Linked DNA regions of Mus musculus: regions 1 and 3 are each linked to region 2. Evidence: chromatin contacts called from public Hi-C data. All regions are on one chromosome and are shown on one strand. The core of a region is the stretch at or near the end of the contact, and the rest is flanking DNA. Distances in the headings are between cores, read along the strand shown.

Region 1 (2,700 bases), core at 86-2,585, 710 kb before region 2:
GGAAGTACAGGCAAGCCAGTCTTCCTGTTGAAGATCTCAGATCCCATTTGCTTGCCAACAATTCATCTCACAAGGGGCAGTGGGCTGACTACTTTTGAAAAGCTAGAAATCCTGAAATACTGTAGTTTCTGAATGATTTTTCATTGCATCAGAGGTTGTTTGCATGAATGGATAGATGAATGGATGGATGCAGCTAGATCCTGCATGTTAAGCAGCCAGATGGAAGAGCAGAAGGGACTGGCATATATGCTAAGCTGGCTCACTTCTGAGCCTGTACCCAGGCTTCTAAGCCTGTATCCAGGCTCATCCTTGTACTTCAGTCTGACTTGCTGAAGCTGGAAAGGGCATTGAGACAGTCCAGCTCCTATTACCTTCACCCTAGGAACGAAGCTATTCCCAGGAGATCCCTGTATCCTGCTCATCGACTATTACAGTACTGAAAGAGTGGCCCCAGAAATGGGAATTTTCCTCAAAACATCTCATGTGGACAACAGGAAAAGACTAAAACATGATGTTAGCCAGGTGGGGAGCTATTCTCTCAGGAAGAGATTTCACACAGTCAGACCACCTTGAGGGAGGATTTGGAATCAAGACAGCAATAATGGGTAGGAACCGCACCTGACCAGGACTTATTTATGAAAACCTCCATTTTTTCCATTGAGACACAAGCCTTGCATCAGGCCCCAAAAGAAGGGATTTAGGGTTCATCTCTGGATCTCTTTCTCGCTCCATCTTCCCAGTGTGGCTACAGTGAATAATCTCTTTTCTCTGCTTTTCAGTCTAGTTTGTTCCTCTAATTGGCCTAATTGGTTAAGAAGGAGTGGATAAACCCATCTCAAACTGTGGCCCAAATATCTTCAGTAACAATCTGATCTTAGAGCACCAATCAATATGCCACCATCAAACAAAACAAACATTCAATGGATCCGGGTACATTTGGGGTTTGCCATCACTTGAGTGTTGGGGATCCTCTTTTAAGGCTACAGAGTCACTGATGGAGACTTCGGGGAAGGAAAAGGCAGAGACAATTCTATCCTGAATTAACAAAAGGCTTCCTGGACACAAGGGTGAAACCAGAGGAAAAGAGAATGAAGACAGGGACCAAGAACACTCTGGGTGATGGCTCCTTCACTGCAAAGAAGACCCATGTCACCTCTCACCAATCACTTTCTGTTCTTCTTTCTGAATCATACTACTGCATAAGGACAAGAGGTAAGTCCAAGGACCGCTGAGCCAGGGGGTAACTTCAAAAGACATAGTCATATTCATTTGCAAGTTCATGCTCTGAGTGTTCTCCACATCCTTCTTTATCTCTGAGCCAAGTGTCCACATCCTGTCCCCTGATCAAGCCCAGTAAAGGTGACACTAATGTCCTGATACGGTCTTTCCTGCTGTTCCTGCCTCCTCCAATACCCACCGCCACCACCATGGCCTCTCTGATATCTCTAGTACTTCCCATGGACGATAGTTGGTCTTTCCTTTTGGTGCTAATCTGAAACAACACCATCCTTTCAAGCTATTACAAGCCACCTAAGATCTCTAAGCTTTAGCTTTCTTCTCTGTGAAATAGGGAAGTCGCCCACATCACTTTCCCACAAACTGTGCTGAAATGGGTGACATGTGGAGGAACACGGTGTAACCAGTTAGCTGCTTTGCAATTAAGATGAGCATAGGTCCCAGGAGCTCTAGACTCATAGCCCCAACCAAATAAGGACATTTCTATCTCTAAAACTCTGAAAAGAAGATGCTTCCCCAATATGAAAAAAAATTTAAATACTAGTCAGACATAATATAAGCTGTAAATTCCAATAGTTGGAGAATGGCTAATTCAACACTTTATCATCTCAAAAAAAATTCAGATTCTGTTTCTCATAGCTTTTTAGATGTGTGTGTCTTAGCTTTGCCTTGTTCCATAAGTACAGTGATTATTCGGCACTGTGTTTTAACCCATTTACTACAGCCGGCTTCCTGTGAGCCACTGCCCCAGCCAGAACAAAGCTAGCACTCCATAAATATTTGCCAAATTAAACTCCTTCTCTTGACACTTATCGGAAATGTGTCTTCTGTGCATGCAGGAAACCTCCACAAATAATAGGAAACATAAACGACTCTGGGCAGTCAGACCTCAATCACTCAACAGGAAGTTATTAAAAGCAAAATATATGTATAATTCAGAACTCAAAATAATGAGAGATAGTTTTTAAATGAAAGAAGCAGTTTAGAGCCTGGAATACTGTATGGGGTGGGAGAGATTTAAAACTGGGAGCGGGGGGTGGGGGTAAGAGTGGGGGGGAGAATAGATTTGTGTGAGGTAGAAGAAAACAACTTAGAAGCAAATGCTTTAAAATATCCAAAATATCCGATTATAATAGGGATGAAGCTGAGATGGCTCTCAGATTGTGTTTTACCCGGTATACTCAAATGAAAGCTTTTATCAGCACAACAAATGTCACAGTGACTCTACAATACATGACAGTCTCCCTAGGAGCTCCTCGCATGGCTTCCCAGGATGCCCCTGCTTCACTCCTACTCTGATTCTCCTCCTATAAAGCAGAGCTCCCTCCCAGTTAGTTAGCCATCCCCCACTACGAGGGCAACAGCCTAGAAAACAGGTTACAGAGGACTGGCTTGTCCTGGTTCCCACCTTCATAGGTGTCAGTCCATCACGGTGAGAAGCCAAGAAAAAAGAGTTACATGGGC
Region 2 (2,700 bases), core at 37-2,536:
ACCCGGCACACACATGGCGCACAGAGCTAGATGTGGGCAGAACACCCATACACATAAAATAAATTCACTAAGTTAAAAAAAAAATCAAAGAATCTATTTAAAAAAAAAAGTCTTAGGCAGTAGTGGCACACGCTTTTAACCCCAGTACTGGGGAGGCAGAGGCAGACAGATCTCTGAGTTTGAGGCCAGCCTGGATTCCAGAGTGAGTTCCAGGACAGCCAGTAATATACAGAGAAACCCTGCGTGTGGGCAGGGAGCATAAATTAGGACTAACCTGGTGTTGTTTGACTTCTAACACTGAGACAAACAAACTTCTATTCACCCCAGGTCCAATAACAGACCAGGAAAAGAAAAGTAAACATTCCATCATGAGACAAAAGAATCTCTCCTCTTTTCTTAGGCTGCTTTTATCAGACATTTTCTATGTCCTGAGATAGACGAATCTCTCTTCACCGAAGAGTAAGGTAGACAGAGTGACAGAGCAGGACACTAGACATCCTCCACTGGCCTCTGTATACACACACACACACACACACACACACACACACACACATACATACTTAAAAAGATGTACTGCGATGCTGAGAGTGGTGTCCTGATTAGCTTTAACTGTCGACTTTGACAGTGCCTAGAGTCACCTCGGTTGGGTATGGTATCATTCCAGCACCCGGGAAGCAGAGGCAAGGAGAATACCTGCGAGTTTGAGGCTAGCTGGGTTTATACAGGAGTTCCAGGTTAGCCAGTGGTACACACTGAGAGCCTGGCTTGTTTGTTTGTTTTGTTTGTTTTTGAGGCAGGATCTCTCTGTGTAGTCCTGGCTGTCCTGGGGCTCACTATGTAGACTAGGTTGACCTCGAACTCACAGAGATCCTCCTGCCTCTGCCTTCCTAGTGCTGGAATTAAAAATAAGTGCTACCCAACTCTGGCAAGAGAGAGTATGTTTTTAGAAAGAAAGAAAAAAAGGCAAAAATAACAACAACAAAAAAAAATAATAAGAAAGAAAGCAGAATGGTGGGAGGGTGGGGGAGGAAGGTCCTGAGGCGATGGACCTGTTTTTATTGCTGTAGGTGATGGTGGCACAGGTGCGTGCCCCGTGCACACACACAGAAGCAGAAATGAACAGCGCAGCACGGTATGCTCAGGGCATTTCCCCCTACTCGTGTCAGTACCTAGTAGCAGCCGCACCCACACAAAAAATCCCTGGAGGCTCATCACCAGCTGTGACCTGGGCGGTGCGCTCCTGGGAGAGGCCAGGGCCCCAGGCGTCCGGTTTCCTGCCCACGCCAGTCCAACTTCCGCGTGTCTAGAGGGCAGGGGCTTGCGGGGCATCTGCTCCCGAGTCCTCTCCGGGTCCGGCCGCAGCTGGGAAGAGGGAGCCGTGCGCCCCGCCCCTGAGGCTCCGCCCCGTCCCGTCCCAGCTTCACCGGCCAGAGGTCCCCGGGCCTCGGAGGCGGCCAGCCCGGGCTGGGTCGCGCGATGTCTCATGGATCGGGGCTCGTCCGGACCACGTGCAGCAGCGGCGGCGCGCTGGGGCCAGGCCAGCCCTCGGAGGGACTGCTGGACCGGGTGTACCCGCTCACCCACGGCGCCCTGTTCAAAGTGGCGCAGATGGTAAGAAGAGTGGAGTGGAACCTGGGGACCCGTACACGGGGCTGCACCTGGCCCGGACCTTGGGAGCACCGCGCGCCCCTTTGATGCCCCAGTGTCCCCCTAGAAAGTTCCGGGAACAGCCGACAGGATCCCTGGCCCCCTCACTTCTCCAGCTGCCTCCCTACCGGGCCCAGCTCACTTCCCCACCGAAACCCGGGGTGCGAGTTCCTCCTCGTCTTCCTTCCTCTTCTCCAGGCCGCACGTCTCGCACCCGGGCTGGGGGAGGGAGAGTCTCCTGCTATCCCCTGCCATCTCCAGGCCGCGCACGGGCTCCCGCCCGAGAGGGTAGAGCTCGGCGACAAGAGGGCTCGGCTTGACTTTCGAATCTCTGCTGGGGATCGGGAGAAGCGCCGCCTTTCAGACCATCGCCAGGTCCCCTGCGCCCTGTCAGCCTTCCGAGGCGCCTCAGAAGGCAGAACTAGTTAACTAGGTTAACTAGGCAGGCTTGTGGCTAGGGGGCTTCTGGTGCTCGCTTGGAGCCAGGCAGGGCAAGGCGAGCAGCCGGCTGTTACTGTGACCAGAGCTGCACAAAAGCTTCTGGCCCGACCAGAAGTTTACCAGGCCTGATCCTGTTCGCTCTCTACCCACCCTTCTTTTTTCCCTCCCGTTTTTGTTTTTCAACCTCTGTGCAAATGTCTCGTCTACAATACCTTTTCTGTTTGTGTGGTGTGTTTTGAAACTGGGCTGGGCCGTTTGAATTCCCTACTTATCATGGGTGGAGAGGGGAGTGGTGGTTTGTAGAAAGCTGCGGAGAGATGTAGGGACCCCAGTGCAAGGTCACAGACCCGGAAGCTGGGACCTGCCAGCGAAGCTGGAGCAGCCTCCCCCCTCCCCGACCCCCCCCCCCCGGGGCTGGTACAGGGCCAGAGCTTTGTGCCTTCCATAACCGTTATTTTGGATGCCTAGAGTGTAGAAAGGTGGGAGGAAGACGTTCCGCCTCTCCTGAGAAGGGTGCCTAAATGGACCAAGATTGGGACACAGGCAGTTTTAATACGGAACTAAAAAGGTCTGGTGCTAAGCAGTCTTGGATTTGAGTGGATGGTGTGTGGG
Region 3 (2,700 bases), core at 167-2,666, 530 kb before region 2:
AACATGGGCAAAAATAAACGCTGCCATTTTAATGTGCACTTTTCTGAGAAAGGCCATGTCACCTCTTTGTTCTAAGGGATTGGTTAATATTCCACTATGAATCTCATTAAAATTTACATGTTTAATAAATGTTGGATATTAAAATGGTGGTGAGGAGGTCTATTTATGGAAGCTGTTCATTTTCCCTGATGAGAGTCTATTTATTTTTATAAGGAAACCGGCAAAGTTAATCACCAGGTTGGGAGTGGCTGAGCCTATTAGTTAGGTACATTTGTTCATTTACCTAACCTTTGACAATGAGCAACGGAACATAATTTTATTTTGCAAATTTACAGGACTTAATCTTTACACACATTTTAAAGATTCTGGTGTTCCCTAACAAGATGGACAGTTGTGAATGTACACGAGAAACCAGTGAAATATTAGCCGGCCCTTGTTTCTACATTAACCTCTGTACCTGCCAAGAGGGCTTCTAACACTGCAATGACCCTCCGGATCTTTAGTTCTGACTTTTGTCCTTTTGGGGATGGGCGGAGCTAGTTGTGGAGGAAGGAGAAGGTACAAGCAAACTGCCCCAGACAAGGAAAAGTTCCTACGTTTCAGTTGGCTAGAGTGAAAATTGGGCAATAGCTAATACAGTCCAGGAAAAGTTAATTTGGTGACGGAACGTAGGCAGGTGTAAATAATGAATTCTTGCAGTCAAAAGATTGAGCTGCAAAAAAAAAAAAAAAAAAAAAAAGTCCTGGAGAACACAGCAAAAAGAATGTGACATTTATGTGTGTGTCCGCCTGGCTACATCTTACTGCAGCTCGGACGACATCTGCCCACTCCAAGTTTTCAGAGCAGCAGGGCGGGGACAGAGAATGTAGCGACCCAGCCACTCACTCTGGCACGTTCAGCACAGCGGCTGGACCCACGCGCCTAGGGCCCCGCACCGCGCCTGCGCGCCCCGTCACGTGGCGGGCGCCCCGCGCTGAGCGGGTTAAAAGTCACGGCCGCCGAGCACCCGGCCAAGCCGTGCTCTCTGTTCCTTCGGTCGACTGGGACGTGGGACCTTCTGCTGCTCGAGTCGGAATCCGCGCGGGGAAGCGAGCCGAACCTCCTGGTGCCCTTCCCCAGGGCCCCGAACGGGCTCGCGCGCGAAACCGCGTCTTTCAACTGACAATGAAATCGTAGCCACGGCCGGCGGCGAATAGGCGGGAGGCCGCGAGGCGGAGGGGGTGGAGGGCCATTCAGCCGAAGCCCCGCCCAAGGCCCCGCTCGCGCTCCTATTGGCGCACGCCGCCATTCCGGCCCCGCCCCTTAACGGACCTGTCGCTCTGTGACAGGCGGAGGGGCCAGTTCCTGTTGGGCGAGGGGGCGGAGTCAAAGGTTGCCTGAGCTCCGCCCGGACTCCAGGGGGCTCCTCCCCTTTTGTGCTCCTCGCGGCTGGGCGGGCGGGGGAATGTCATTGCCGCTCCGAGCCGCCGCTCCTCTGGCGCCCTCGTCCCGTCGGCTCTCGCCGCCACCGCCGCCTCCTCAGCCGCACGGGGGACACGGATGGCTAGTGGGGCGCAGGGGCCTTTTGGGTTGAGACCGCGACGGTCGCGGCCACTGTTGAGGCGGAGACTTCGGATCGCTGCCGCCTCCACCACCCCCAGTGTCCCGGCCTCGCGGTGCTGAGGGCGGGAGCGCGCCCAGCTCTTCCTCCGCCTCCGCCTCCTCCTCCTCCTCGTTGTCGTCGCCGTCGCCCTCCTCCTCCTCCTCTGGGTCTCCGCCCAGCACCCCTCGCTCCAGGCGGCGGCGGTGGCCGCGGAGGACGAGCGAGACCCGCCGCCGGGGCACAACATGGCGGAGCCCTCGGCCCCGGAGAGCAAGCACAAGTCGTCCCTCAACTCGTCCCCGTGGAGCGGCCTCATGGCTCTGGGGAACAGCCGCCACGGGCACCATGGGCCCGGAACCCAGAGCGCGTCCAGGGCGGCGGCGCCGAAGCCGGGGCCCCCCGCGGGGCTGTCCGGGGGCTTGTCGCAGCCGGCCGGGTGGCAGTCGTTGCTCTCCTTCACCATCCTCTTCCTGGCCTGGCTGGCCGGCTTCAGCTCGCGCCTCTTCGCCGTCATCCGCTTCGAGAGCATCATCCACGAGTTCGACCCGTGGTGAGTGTGCCCGCCCTTCCCCCGCAGGCAGCCCGCGGTCCCCGTTTGTCTGGAGCCCCTCGGATCCCACCCGGTCTCCCGCGGGCCGGGCCGGGCGCGCCCCCTGCCCGCTTGGCGAAGTTTGCCTGGGAGCGGAGCCTGGGTCCTCGGCCGCCGGGGTGGGCCGGCTCCGCGCGGCGCCTCTTCGCCGCCGCGCCCCGGCTTGCTCCGGGGGCCCCCTTCCCCACGCCCTCTCCGCCGCAGCTTTGCGCCTTGTTGCATTTTATTTCATTTCTCTCCTTCCTGCCATCGGAGCAGCCCCGGGATTGCCTTCTGGCTGCTGGTGGTGACTGGAACCCCTTGTCCGCTCAGCCTCGCAGTTTCATGCTTTCTTTCCGGGAGAGTGGAGTGTTAGAATGTAGGGGGGGAAAATATTATCCCGAAAGCGAGCGCAGTGGTAGCGCCTCGTGTTTTTCCAGCACCAGGTATTTTCCGGAGTGTCTCTTTCCCCCCTAAGGCCCTTAAGTGCTCTCAGCTCGCCACACTATTTGCACAGTTGTATTGCGTTGCTTTTTAGAGCGAGATCGTT

Evidence for each region. A called contact is a pair of places that touch in the nucleus more often than the background predicts.
Region 1: a contact with region 2 is called in a Hi-C map of B cells, with 9 read pairs. The contact joins the enhancer-like site here to the promoter of Cmtm7 in region 2. A contact is called at or near these places in 2 of 39 promoter capture datasets (cranial neural crest and pre-B cells) and 1 of 484 Hi-C or Micro-C datasets (B cells).
Region 3: a Hi-C map of Th1 cells shows a contact between it and region 2, with 2.5 times the contacts expected there. The contact joins the promoter of Stt3b here to the promoter of Cmtm7 in region 2. A contact is called at or near these places in 7 of 39 promoter capture datasets (the 3T3-L1 cell line, the HPC-7 cell line, cranial neural crest and 4 more), 1 of 15 datasets of contacts at CTCF or cohesin (the NIH/3T3 cell line), 9 of 484 Hi-C or Micro-C datasets (the G1E-ER4 cell line, the N1E-115 cell line, Th1 cells and 2 more), 18 of 115 datasets of contacts at active chromatin or transcription factors (the 230-238 cell line, the NIH/3T3 cell line, the SCID.adh cell line and 14 more) and 1 of 9 other capture datasets (adipose tissue).

Annotation. Positions count from the first base shown.
Region 1 is chr9:115,491,501-115,494,200 of GRCm38.p6, reverse strand. All of the region lies in intron 2 of Gm39447 (a long non-coding RNA gene), which reads right to left. Among named protein-coding and RNA genes, the nearest start is that of Gm39447, 42 kb to the right of the region's middle. Within about 2 kb of position 1,335, at least 37 of the 459 cell types and tissues checked have an H3K27ac peak or open chromatin away from gene starts, as enhancers often do. A contact at or near this core is called in B cells, where this site is marked.
Region 2 is chr9:114,780,579-114,783,278 of GRCm38.p6, reverse strand. Cmtm7 (CKLF-like MARVEL transmembrane domain containing 7) reads left to right here and starts at 1,286. Exons shown (of 5, transcript NM_133978.2): 1 at 1,286-1,611. The coding sequence starts at 1,477. It overlaps Gm9888 (a long non-coding RNA gene), which reads right to left. Exons shown (of 3, transcript XR_003948087.1): 3 at 1,607-1,981.
Region 3 is chr9:115,309,184-115,311,883 of GRCm38.p6, reverse strand. Stt3b (STT3, subunit of the oligosaccharyltransferase complex, homolog B (S. cerevisiae)) reads left to right here and starts at 1,416. Exons shown (of 16, transcript NM_024222.3): 1 at 1,416-2,132. The coding sequence starts at 1,828.